Regions from separate parts of the Sus scrofa genome. Here region 2 is linked to region 1. The links are chromatin contacts, called in public Hi-C maps. All regions are on one chromosome and are shown on one strand. The core of a region is the stretch at or near the end of the contact, and the rest is flanking DNA. Distances in the headings are between cores, read along the strand shown.

The links. A called contact is a pair of places that touch in the nucleus more often than the background predicts.
Region 2: a contact with region 1 is called in a Hi-C map of liver, with 2.9 times the contacts expected there. The contact joins the enhancer-like site here to the promoter of RGS16 in region 1. A contact is called at or near these places in 2 of 5 promoter capture datasets (fetal liver and liver), 8 of 47 Hi-C or Micro-C datasets (fetal liver, fibroblasts, liver and 1 more) and 1 of 2 datasets of contacts at active chromatin or transcription factors (skeletal muscle).

Annotation. Positions count from the first base shown.
Region 1 is chr9:123,917,754-123,923,899 of Sscrofa11.1, forward strand. RGS16 (regulator of G-protein signaling 16) reads right to left here and starts at 1,366. Exons shown (of 5, transcript XM_021063763.1): 1 at 954-1,366; 2 at 1-39. The coding sequence starts at 997. LOC110255525 (a long non-coding RNA gene) reads left to right here. Exons shown (of 2, transcript XR_002335963.1): 2 at 1-388. It overlaps LOC110255524 (a long non-coding RNA gene), which reads left to right and starts at 1,331. Exons shown (of 4, transcript XR_002335961.1): 1 at 1,331-1,415; 2 at 4,001-4,293.
Region 2 is chr9:123,976,388-123,982,684 of Sscrofa11.1, forward strand. It overlaps RGS8 (regulator of G-protein signaling 8), which reads right to left. Exons shown (of 10, transcript XM_021063775.1): 7 at 2,169-2,270; 8 at 957-1,021. Among named protein-coding and RNA genes, the nearest start is that of RGS16, 60 kb to the left of the region's middle. Within about 2 kb of position 3,279, at least 2 of the 83 cell types and tissues checked have an H3K27ac peak or open chromatin away from gene starts, as enhancers often do. A contact at or near this core is called in fetal liver and liver, where this site is marked.

The DNA.
Region 1 (6,146 bases), core at 116-2,615:
TGAAGAAAGATCCCCAGCCGGGTCTTGAACTCTTTGGCTCTGGAAGACAACGCATGAGCATGTGAGGAATCTCCGGTTGCTTGGCCAGGGCAGAGAGATTGAGGGGGTCCCAGGAGAGCTCATGCTGGCGCCCCCCCAAAGCTTCCTGGGACACTTGGCTATTCCCAGGGCATAAACGTTGCTTCTCTCATCAGTATCATGAACCCAGAAACAATGAAAGCAGTCTTTGAGCTGTGCCTCCATAGGTCTTATACTTTCTGGGTCTACAATACAGCTGTATTCATGGGCTTTTTGGCATTAAGTCACACCAATCTATCTTTGTGCCAGCTGATGAGCAGAAGGCAGTTCAGCACACTCTGGGCTTGTTACAAATATTTCTAGAACTGTGTGGAAGTTGATTTCTACCTTCATCTTTACTTTTTCTTTTCCAGCCTCCAGCTTCAGCAAAGATTGGTGAGGCTGAGAAGTCCCCTGGGAAGTGGGCACATCTCTCACCAGGTGGGGGGAAGGGGGGGACGCTGAAAAACACTTCCCTGCCTTCCCAGCACCTGAGGAGGCCAGGGCCCTAGCTCTGGGCTTTAAAACGAAAACCAAGTGCTTAAGAAACCAGGGAAGACAGTTCTGCCTGGTGATGCCAACACCAGGTCTTCCTGCAGCCGAGACTTCAGCAGGTCAGCCAGGTAGAACTGCAACTTGTGTCAGAGGATGGGGAATGCCAATAAGCAGCGGACCCTCTGCTTCCCTTTAATTCGCCTTCTCCCTTCTGGTGGTCCATCCTCCTCTTAGACTCTAAGGGAGGCATCTGTGAACGCGGAACCAAGTTGACCTCCACCTTTCAAGTTACTAGCGTCCCATGCTCCTGCCCACCCAGGTCCCCAAGGCTGCCGCTCCGCTTCCTAAGGTTGATGGGACTTGGACTTCTTTCTCCAGGCAGCTGGACAAGCTCCTCTTACCTCTCCAGGCAGGTGGTGGGGAAGGCAGCCAGGGTCCGGCACATGGCTGCTGATGCAGGGCAGCACGTCGTGGAGAGGATGGTGGCGGGCTCCTGGGGACACCGCAGAACCCAGGGAGGCAGAACAGCGGCAGCAGCTAGCGCCTCTATGCAGACTGCGTTTATCAAGGGGAACCTCACTGAGCCAGCGGCTTTTATTCCCTTGGAGGGGGCGGAGCGGGGCTGAGAGCCGCCGACCAATCGGAGAGCCGTCCTGAGCGCGGGCGAAGACGGAGGCGGGGCCGGGGGCTCGAAGGGGCGGGGCGCGGAGCCTAGGATGCGCCGCTACCCTGCTACCCTCGTGCAACTCTCGCACCGCAGGGGTGCTCACGGGGCTGCCCCCTCCTCCGGGCGGACGGCGGCGTGGGGAGGGAGGCGCGGCAGAGAAGTCGCACGTTGTCGAGACGCGCTCGCACCCAGTTAGGTAGGAAAAAACCCTGTCGGCCGTTAGTAAAAGCAGGAAACCAACTCAGCGGTGCCAGGAGGATTTGCGTGGGGGTGGCGGGTTGGGGAGGTAAGCGAAGTGTGGGTCACAGCCTGAGCCTGAGCTTGTTAGGGCTCCACGGAGCAGAGCACAGGGTGCAAGACAGCATATTATGCTGGTGCCTTACATTTCTTGTGCTTCTACCCAGATGGCCACGGGTCAGCCCAGGAAGCCCTTTACATCATCACCGCCATTTTAGAAATGAAGAAACCGAGTCAGAAAGTTAAAAAGACGTGCCCAAGATCAGAGTTAGAAATAGACAACTCCCCCCGTGGGCCGGGGGGCGGGAGGCGGCTTTATTGAGCAACTGCTAAGTCCCAATCCCTTTCGCTAAAACTTGAGTTAAACCCCTTGCTGAAAGTCACACAAGGTTTTGCCAGAATTCAAATATGAATTTACCACACTTTTCTCTACTGCCCTTTCCCAGCTGAGAATCCCAACACCTTTGTAACTGATGAACGCAACTTTTAAGTATTTGCTAGTTAGTTCAGCGCCCTCATCTCTGAGATAAAGGTAATGGATGCCCTGCTTCTCTCCTCACGTTCTCATAACGGCATCACAGCCTCCCCAAGGCTCCTCACATGCCTTTGGGATTGCAATTAAGAGGCTGCAGGTGAGGTTAAGTGTGTGTGATCTGGAGATGGATTTCTCACTTTCAAATCTGGGCTCTGCTGTTTACTGGTGGGAGACCCGGGACAAGCTTCTCAACCTTTTCATGTCTCCATTTCCTCGCCTCTAAGATGAAAACGTGATGCATTTATTTCATAAAGTTGTGAGAACTAGATAAATTTAAGTTGTACTTGGAGTTCCCCAGGAAACAAGGAACATAGTTCCTCTGAGGCAGAGGCTGGCTGGGGAGAGTTCTCGGAACTAAGAGGGTGTGAGGGAAGCAGGGTTGGGCAGAGGGGGGAACGGATGCTGAAGCTGGTCCCAAGGGATGCTCTGGAGTGGGATGGCCCTTCAGAGCAGTCGCTGCAGTGAAGCAAGGGGCGGCCTTGCGTCCCACATCAGCTGTTCACTGGACAGCCTAATTTTTTTTTCTTTCTTTCTTTTTTTTTTTTTTTTTTTTTTTTTTTTAGGGCTGCACCCTTGGCATATGGAGGTTCCCAGGCTAGGGATCCAATCAGAGCTACAGCTGCCGGCCTACACCACAGCCACAGCCATGCTGGATCTGAGCCGCGTCTGCGACCTACACCACAGCTCACAGCAACGCCAGACCCTTAACCCACTGAGCAAGGCCAGGGATCAAGCCCGCAAACTCATGGCTCCTGGTCAGATTCGTTTCCGCTGCGTCACGATGGGAACTCCAGGCTGGCGTAATCTTAAACAAGGCCGTTCCCTCTGCCAAGAGCAGCTCCTGGAGAGAGACTGCTGGGAGCCTACAGCAGACAGCACCCTGGGGAACGAGGGCCTGATCCCAAACGGATCTGGAAAACGCACCCCGGCCCCTGCCACCACACCTGTACGGTGCTTGGCACAGTGCTTGGCTTGTAGTCGGCACTCAGTGTACCTCAGCTCTCAGGTTTACGTAATAGGGATACTGGGCCTGCTAGACAATAAGGAAAGGGAGCGTGTTTTTGTGACTCTTGGAGTCGAAGTGTTTTTCACAAGGGGCATTTCAGAGTTGCTACTCCTCAGCGAGGCCTGGAAACGAGTCAGAAAAGAGTGCAAACAGCAGAGAAGAGGTTCCACCCGAGTGAGAGGGCCCAGGGCGGAGGCCCAGAAAAGCTGGTCAGGGAAGGGAAGGGGAAGCACCCGGAGGGGGAAGAGGGGAGGAAGGTCTGTGGGACCATCACTGAGGCACTGCTGGAGCCAAAGAAGCCCCCATGGCAACAGCGTGCAGCATGTTCTGCCAAAGCAGGCCCCCTTGTTAAGCCAGGGCGGGCAGAAGAGGAACCAGTTAATCCAAACCAAATGCGCTCTGAGCAGCCAGAGTTGAAGCCTCCCCAGCCTCCCAGAAGGTCGGTGCATTGGTTAGCGGAGCACGGGGGCAGGTGCAGCAGCAGCGCACATGTTGGCAGCCAGTGCCCTTTCCAATGCCAGCATCCAACCTGCATCCCATCTCGCCCACCTTGGCTCTTATGCTGCTTTTCTCACAAGTCCAGGGCTGGACCAGTATGGGGCAGGGAGATGGACCAGGGTTGGGAGGGGGGCAGCGGAAGGATGCCGTTTGAACATTGGCTTCCAGCACAGTCCCTCGCCCCCACCCGGCCGCCCCATCAGCAGGACGTTCCACCCGGAGGAGTTTGTCAGCTGAGCTGAGGGTTGTTTTTTCACCTGATGCTGCTCATGCCCCAGCGCACACTTTCATTATGCAGCTGCCAAGTGGGGCCATGGGTAGTGCTGGGGACAGCTTTTCTTCTAGTGAGAAAAGCGAGTTTGTGGCTGGAATGAACCTCGGGTTTTACCCTCAGTGGCACCAGGTTGGACCTGGCCCCTGGCAACAATAATGGTGATTAGGCAGACAACCTCCTCAAACCTTCCTGTCCTTTCTGTGAATTGGCTTTTACATTTCCATTCTGCAGACAACAAAACAGCAGAGCCTAAGGCGCCCTTAGTTAAGTGCACTGGAGCTGAAAACAGCTGAACCCTGGGCCCAATCTCCAGATTCCTGAGCAAGGACTTTTTCGTTTGATAAAGAAAGCGAAGGAGACAAAGGGATGCACAGCGCACAGATCCGAGAGCGCAAAGCTCCCTGCTCAAGATGAAGAGCCCTCTCTCCGCTCAGCCTGCCTCCCAGTTGCCATGGTTACCTCTTCGGTTTCCAGGCAGAAACTTTTTTGAAGTTCTCGTTTATCCCAAATTCTCTTCCCAGCAGGTAGGTTGGTTGTGTCTGCAGTTTGTCATGACTCAACAGTTGCTGTCCATCCAGCTGCGCTCGCCTGTGAATCACACGGGCTTTGACGGACCTGACCTCGTTTTGGCCCAGCACTCCCAGCGCAGCTGCCCCCTCTTTAAGGGCGAGTATGGGGACACAGCTCTGCAGCCTGGGTCATCTGGTGCCAGGATTAAACCTCACACATTGTCACCGCCCCACTGTCCTCCACGGCCTTCAGTCCCTCTGACCTTCCCCCACAGCCTCACTTTTTCCACGGAGGCTAAGGTCTAGATGGGACCTTTGCTGAAAACGGTTAGAGGCAATGAAAACACTTTCTTGACTTCTGATTTGGTACGCTCGTCCCCACCGTGGTCTGGACCTTCCAAAATCTACTAGTCTACTCAATCTGCTATAAATATTTGTTAAGAATGTACTATGGGAGTTTCCCTCGTGGCTCAGTGGTAACGAATCTGACTAGCATCCATGAGGACGCAGGTTTGATCCCTGGCCTCGCTCAGTGGGTTAAGGATCCAGCGTTGCTGGTGATCTGTGGTGTAGGTGGCTGATGTGGCTCAGATCCAGCATGGTTGTGGCTGTGGTGTAGGCTTAAAAAGACAAAATAATAATAATAATAGTAATTGACTATGTTCCCAAGAACATGGGGCAACAACAGCGTCTAAGGCTCTTTCCTGACTTTAATGACCTCCTGTTTCCTCCTTGCTGAGGAAACAACTACCATGGGGTCACGGGAATGGGTGGGGAGATGACAGGAGATTATTGCCTGGTGTTACAACAAGTGTCCAGGAAAGAGAGAGACTGGAGAGGGTCAGCGGTGTTTTATTTGTTTGTTTGTTTTAAAAAAGAGGAGTTCCCACTGTGGCGCAGCAGAAATGAATCCAACTGGTATCCATGAGGATGCGGGTTCGATCCCTGGCCTCGCTCTGTGGGTTAAGGGTGTGACGTTGCCATGAGCTGTGGTGTAGGTTGCAGATGCAGCTTGGATCCGACGTTGCTGTGGCTGTGGTGTAGGCTGGCAGCTGTAGCTCTAATTTGACCTCTAGCCTGGGAACTTCCATATGCAGTGGGTGCAGCCCTAAAAAGCAAAATAAAATAAAATAAAACCTCACACATAAAAAAAGAAAAAAGAAGTGAGAGGGTTTGAGCCCTGTGGAAGAAGGTCGGCCTGCAGAAGGAAGCATTCTTCAAGGGGGACGGACAGCTAGGAAGAGCTTGCTGTAGTTTTAGGGCACAGCAAAAGTGCACAAAGATTTAGGAATTCCTTACACACAGGCAGAGGCTGCTGAGCTCGCAGAGCACACCCTTTTAGGTTTTAGAAGCACAAAAACAGCAGGGGCGGCATGTATCCTCGGTGGCCACTGGCTGCAGGGGGAGGTCACCACCCTCAGATATGAAATTGACAGTCTCTGGGGGCCAGTTCCTTGCCAGCTCAGGACAAGAACTATGGGCACCCTCCCTTCCTGGGCCCGTGAAGTTGACACAGTTCAGTCTGGGTGCAGGAAACGAGTGTTTTCCCCTGATTATCCTTTAGGGCACCAGGGGCAGCTCACTCTGCTGGCTGTACTATTCATCTCTGATCTCTCTTGTCTTGGAGGAAGGGATATGCCATTGGCAGGGCCTGCCATTCAGTGCCTTCCAGATGGGGCATGTGACAGCCGCGGGGAAGTAATCTACCCACAGTGAGGCGGCCAGTAAACAGGTGCCAGGATTAGAACCCAGCTCTGTTGATCCAAACGCAAGGCTGCGCCTGCCCTGTCCTCTTGCTTCTGGGCTCTGGGGCTGCTTCAGGCCACGTCTCCCTGCGGCCCTAGTCAGGGCCCTCTCGGTGCTCACAC
Region 2 (6,297 bases), core at 2,029-4,528, 61 kb after region 1:
GGGTCAAAATCAAGAACACAAGGCTAAGTACTAGTCAGTGACCTTCACTTTGTTATACAAAATCGTGTCCCCCAATTAAGTGGGAAAGATATTCTGAACTTACCCCCGCAGCCCTTCTGCTCCCAGATCCATCAGGACTTACTTCTAATATGAATTTACGAGGAGCACTGACTGTCTGCGTAAAACCTTTTCTCTTCAAAAGACCCTTCTCCCTTCCTCACCCTCCTCTCCCGCTCCCAAGTATTTCACACAATTAGGATTTCAAAGCCCAGTGAACTCAGACTTGCTTATGGTGCAAAAAACCACAAGAGCCGAAAATTTTGGCTGCCATCAAAACGCCCTTCCCACACTGCAAAATGCACAACCATTTCTACTTTTACGGAAACAGAAGGCGAACGAGATGAGGAGGGGGAAAGCGGAAGAGGAAGGCTAGCAGAGGTGTATTCTCATAAAACCTGCAGTCAAGCAGACATTGAGGAGTGTAATACAACCAGGGTACAGAGCCCCCCAGATAAAGAGGGACAAGAAAGCTCAAAAGTCTGCCCACTCAAGTCAGTACCCAAATGCACAGAATATTCACTTGGTTGATGAGTAACCCAAGGCTCTCCAGGGTCTCCAAAGGAGGTCATTTAATTTTATAAAACAAGAACTGGATGGAATCTGGACGTTCATTCCTACTGAGCTCATGGCTCCAACTCCCTACGCCAAGTTCTTTCTTGCTAAAGTTGCTGAGTACACAGAGGCGTCTTGGGACCATAGCTCAGAAAACGGAAAATAAAGCCCATCTCCCCACTGCATTTAAATTATGTTTTCTTATCTCTGCCCCCTAGACAGGAACTCCCTAGAGGGCGGAGACTGGAGTTTTCTGGGACGCCAGGTACAGTACCTGGATTTTGCTGCATCTTTTACAAGATGGATGATTTGCTGAGACATGATGAAACCTGAATTCTACTTACACTTATGGGAGAGAAGCACATCAAAGGAATCTGCCCACCTCGTAGCTTCTTCTGTGGATAGTCTCCTAGGAAAAAAGAAACATCTGTCTTGAATATTTCTGAAACGACCTCCTCTCCTTCAGCTACCTCTGCGGTTTGCTCAGAAGAACAAGACAATAGACAGCAAATGAAGACCATACCCAGATCTCTGCAGTTCTGTCACAAACTGCAGAGCCTACCATTTAAGTGACTGATGGGAAAAAAATCTTAGGATTGGAATTCTGTAAATTTTGTATGTTGGCTTTCAGTCTAAAAAGCAAAACTAAGAAAGTGCAAAATTTAAAGACGTCACTGTGGGAGTTCCCGTTGTGGCACAGCGGAAACGAATCCAACTAGGAACCATGAGGTTGTGGGTTCGATCCCTGGCCTCGCTCAGTGGGTTAAGGATCTGGCGTTGCCATGAGCTGTGGTGTATGTAGGTTGCAGATGTGGCTCAGATCTGGCGTTGCTGTGGCTGTGGTGTAGGCCGGCAGCTACAGCTCTGATTAGACCCCTAGCTTGGGAACCTCCATATGCCGAGAGTGCAGCCCTAAAAAGGACAAAAAGACGAAAAAAAAAAAAAGATGTCACTGTAAACCAACTCTGCTTCTGTTTAGCTAATTAATTCAAGTGTCCCAGTAACAATGGAAAGACACTGACTGGACTTGAAGTTCGACGAGTGAGGCTGAGCTCCCGACTCCATCCCTTTACCTTATTTTCCTCATCTCTGTAACGGGGATAAAGACAGAACTCGTGTGGGTTGCACGAATACCATCTATGACATCACTGAACACAGGACCTGCACAGTATAGGCACTGAATCCATATTATCTGAACCTAAGCAGATGTTTGAGTAGATTTGAGTGTTTCCCATCTGAGAAGCTCAAATTGACAGCTAAGTAGAGCCAAGAAGCATCCTTCACAGCAGCTTTATAAGAGTGGTGCGTGATGTGGTTTTCGCAGGATAAAAAGGAGGGTCTCTATTCTGAGACTGGTATGCCATTCACTTTGAAGAGGAAAATAACATTCTTTCATTCATGTTCACAGATACCAAAGAAGCTGCCAAGAGGGGGGAATTTGTCACACAGCTCATCTCTTCAACCATCTACCAGAGAAGACGAGGTTACATAGCCCCACGGTGGGCATCCACCCCACAGCTGGCACCCTGGGAATGCTGCGTGGCCATATTACTCACTTTAGAGCACGGTTGGGTTTGTCGGGAAGAATAGCGGTGAAATCGCTACAGGAGTCGGACTTGTGAGACAGGCATCCCAGTCGAGTCCTCATACCTTTGTTCCTGCAATAAGCACAGGGGCAGAAGGATGCGGAACTGTCAAAATAATAGCTGTCAGCCCCATAAAGGGCCCCTGGAGCTGCTGTGGCAGGAGCCAGCCCTGCCGGCTCCCATCCTTCCCCAGGTGGCCCCCGCAGATTTCCTGCGCAAAAGGAGAAACACCTAGAGGCTCAAGGGCGATACTCACTCCCTGTCTTGACTACTGGAATAGTAATAGGTCCCCTACCCCTAGAGGCTTAATGCTTTTTAAAGCTGACATGCAAGTTGATGGTAAGTCAATGAAGGTCGTTAGCTTGGAAGTATTTCTAAATTAGGATTCTCTGTGGGGAAAGGAAATACAGAGATGACAAAATAACCAGCCACATTTTGCTTTCCCACTAGGAGGGCAAAGCGGCAGCCGCGGCAACAGCAGTAACTCCCAATTGCAGAACCCCTGTGGTACCCACACGGGTAGTGGAGGGATGCTTGCGTGATACAGGGGTGCCTGTCATAGAATCTCAGGGCACAGATAAAGTCCAGGGCTTCAGAACAGGTCAATTCCACCTCAGGTTCTTCCTACCCAGCCCACGAACCTGGGGATACACACGAACGGCTACAGACCAGTAAAGACTGATGCCTGCAGGTGGGGAGGAGAACAGTGGGTCCAATCAGCAATTAAGAACCAGGGGTGCCCTTGGTCAGCTCTTTCACTGAACTAAGCTCTCAAACATCTATTTATATTTTAGTATATTAACATATCTAAAATTTTAACATGCATGCTTAAATTTCTCATATGTTTTCTAATTTTCCTAAAGACCAGACACTACAGACCCAATGAGACATTATGCTAACGTCTCTTTCAGGCTCTCATGAATAACCCCCTTTTACCTTTAACCGAGATTGGCAAACTACAGCCCCACAAGATGTCTGTTTGTGTAAATAAATTTTTATTGGAACACCACACCTCGTTTGTTTACACGTGGTCTAAAGCTGCTTTCGAGCACGAGGGCAGAGTTGGGTGGTTGCAACACAGACCCTATGGCCCATGAAGTCGAAACTATTTACTCTCTGGCTCTTGGTGGAATCACTTTACTGACCCTTGACCTTTAACCATGGCAATTCCTCAGATGGAAGGAGAAGGTAAGGGGGGTGGTTTGGGGATAATCAGGACTTGAGAGTGACTTAGAGGGGACTTCCGCATGCACGCTGGTCACAATTTGCCATGGAACTAGTCCCAGAAGATGTCATTCTCCTGGTGGAAAGGAAGTTTTTCCAGCCTGGCTTTCCCTTCCTCATTTTCACAAATCCTGGGTCTGAGCAGAGATGTGAGCGGTCATGCAAGGCAAGCCTTTTCTTTTATTTCAAATGGGTTTTCATCCCTGACCCTGGTCATCGTTCACAGAAATCTTATCCAGCAGTGCCTGGGGATGGTATCACGTTTGGCGGGGATGGACAACACGTGTATTCCACAGTCCATCTCCGAGGAGCCTTTTAAGGCCAGAACATCCAAGTTCTCAGAAATACCTCCTCGCCTGCCCGTCCTGTGCTCCCACCTCTCATCTCAGCCAGACACCCTGTGAAGCCATCGATTTTCTGGCTTTTCAAAACACTGGCTACAGCTGTTCTCTGATGTCCACTTTACGTCCACTCACTCTTACAAGTCAGAGGGCACCCCAGTGCCAGGCCATGCAAGCCACGATTCAGGGCCCTTGAGTCATCACCTTCCATGAATTCAAGTGCAGGTCCTGCTCAGAACCCCAACTTAGAATGAGCCAGTTCATTCCTCGGTGCCTCAGAAACATCAGAGAACCCCAACTTAGAATGAGCCAGTTCATTCCTCGGTGCCTCAGAAACATCAGTCACTGAACAATCAGGTCGATGCCCCTAAGAGCAATTAAGAGGATTTCCAAACAATGGCAAATCCACACCAACTGTCTAATAACGTTTAGCAGGGGCCGGTGTAAAGGGTGCTCCTTGTTACCAAGACAACGTGAGTCTCCCAAATAGTTTGCAAAATCTTCCACAAGATATTCTTTGGGGCAAAAGAGTTCTGATTTTCCATCTTGTCTAGCTGAGACTTAACCTTTTAGTGAGGTCTGAAAGAACCGGAGCAGAAGCCAGAGTCAAAGGTTAAGTTGACTTTAAAAAAGAAAAAACTGGGCTTGTCCTCATCTTTCTTCTCTATCCCCGTACCTCATAGAGACCCCTACAGGGTTCAATACAAGCTCATGCAGGGGCCCACCCCATAAATCCTGCCAGTGTGGGGGAGGGCTTGGTGCTGAGGCCAGCTCTGCTGGCAAGGCCCCAACTTTGCGAGAAGCCCCCAGGGAAGGACAGCGCAGTCCACACAGGCGGCCTGGGGGATGGATGCCAGTGGCGGTCCACCGCAGGGTTGGAAGGCTTCAGGCAGGCTCCAACTGGCGGCGGGGGCAGCGGGGGCAGCAGGAAGGCAGTGGGAAGAAGAAAGGGGCAGAGGTAAGAAGACAGGTTAGCATCAGTTACCTGCGTGGCATCAGTAAAGCGGCCATACAGGCACCGGCTTACGGGTGACCCTCTGGCTGGCGTGCAGGGACGTCAGGGCGGGAGATTAGCCTGTGGGGCGCGGGATTTACCCTTTCACGTCCTCTCACCTAAAATCAAAGAATCTGCTGTAAGAGGGGGCCGCCCTCTCTTATCTGACTGCACTACGAGTCCTCGTAGACAATTTCCTGCCAATAGAACACCTCCCCACACACGACCCCCTGTTCCCCACAACCGTCTGCTCATCCTGAGCAAGGGACCAACCCAGGGTGGATGGGGACCAGCTGTCGGGGGGCTTCACCTCGCAGCCTGTTGGTCAGGAGTTCCTGCTTCCCCAACCATGGATCAGCAAGGGTGACATGGGACGCAGGCCCCCAGGGGAAGAAAGCCCAGGTGGGGCAAGCTGAAAATTACTGTCCTCTGTGTCTTACTCAAGTGGGGCCCAAGTGACCAGCCGGCCCTGGGTGGGGGTGGATGGGTCAGCACTCGGTCCAGCATCATTTGATTGGCTGCTCTTCTGCTTCTCAGCTCCCTCCAAGTGAAGCTGGGAGGGCGTGAGCGGGCGGAAGGTTAAGAGAACTCCAAGGGAGGCTTGTCAGGCCCTGTCACTGCTCAGGTTTGCTCCTTTGCGGGGATTGCAGGCATGGGGTGAAGAAATGAATAAGCAAGTCACTCTGCCCTGCCCATCTGGAGGCTGCCTGACCTTCCGCAGCCTGGGCACTGCCTGTTTCTGATGGGAAGCCAGAAGGGTAGCGGGGGGGGGGGGGAGGGTTCTGGAGGGGGAGGGCGCTCAGTGCTTCAAACCCTTTGTTCCTGTGGACAAAACTGATGGGAAGAAACACGTGGAGAGAACAACCTATCCATGCAGGGTCCCCCTGGGGACCTCTGCCACCAAGCAGAGAAGCCATTTTCAAAGAAGCCTCATTTAGACAGAGAAGGCCCCAACACCATCTATGCAGGTTAAATTATTTTGATATTACCTGGAACATTTCACAAAGGCTTTGGAAAAAAATACCTTCTCCAATATCACTGTAATTAATCCAATTATAAGATTGCTTTGTTAAAACTGGGGGGCAAAATTAGTTAGACTTGGTGTAAAGCCTCATCTCCGGGAGACTGAGCTAGGGCTGTGTCCCCCGACAGCAAGGACGTTTCCTTAATCTTTGTCCCAACCGTGCCTACACCTGCTTGCCCAGAAGTGGGGAAATCGAAGTCCTTGACGGCTCTAAGGGTCTCTAGAAATCCCTCTTTGGAGTACCCGAGCCTCCTTGTCTCTCAATTGTGGGATGAATCCCCAGAGGAGGGGGAAGCCCAGGCCAAGGGCCTTTGTGAACTTGGGGCCGAGCAGAACCAGGGACCACCACCCCCATTCACAGCAGGCAAGGTCGTCTGGGCAGTTGTCACCTGGCCTCCGGTCACTGCCTTGTGGCTCTTCCCACCCCACGGCTAGTCCACGCTGGCTTCCTGGCACTGCTGCAATGTCGGCCTCCCTCTCTTCTGAATCTGGCACTGGCCCCCCTTGCCCCTCAGC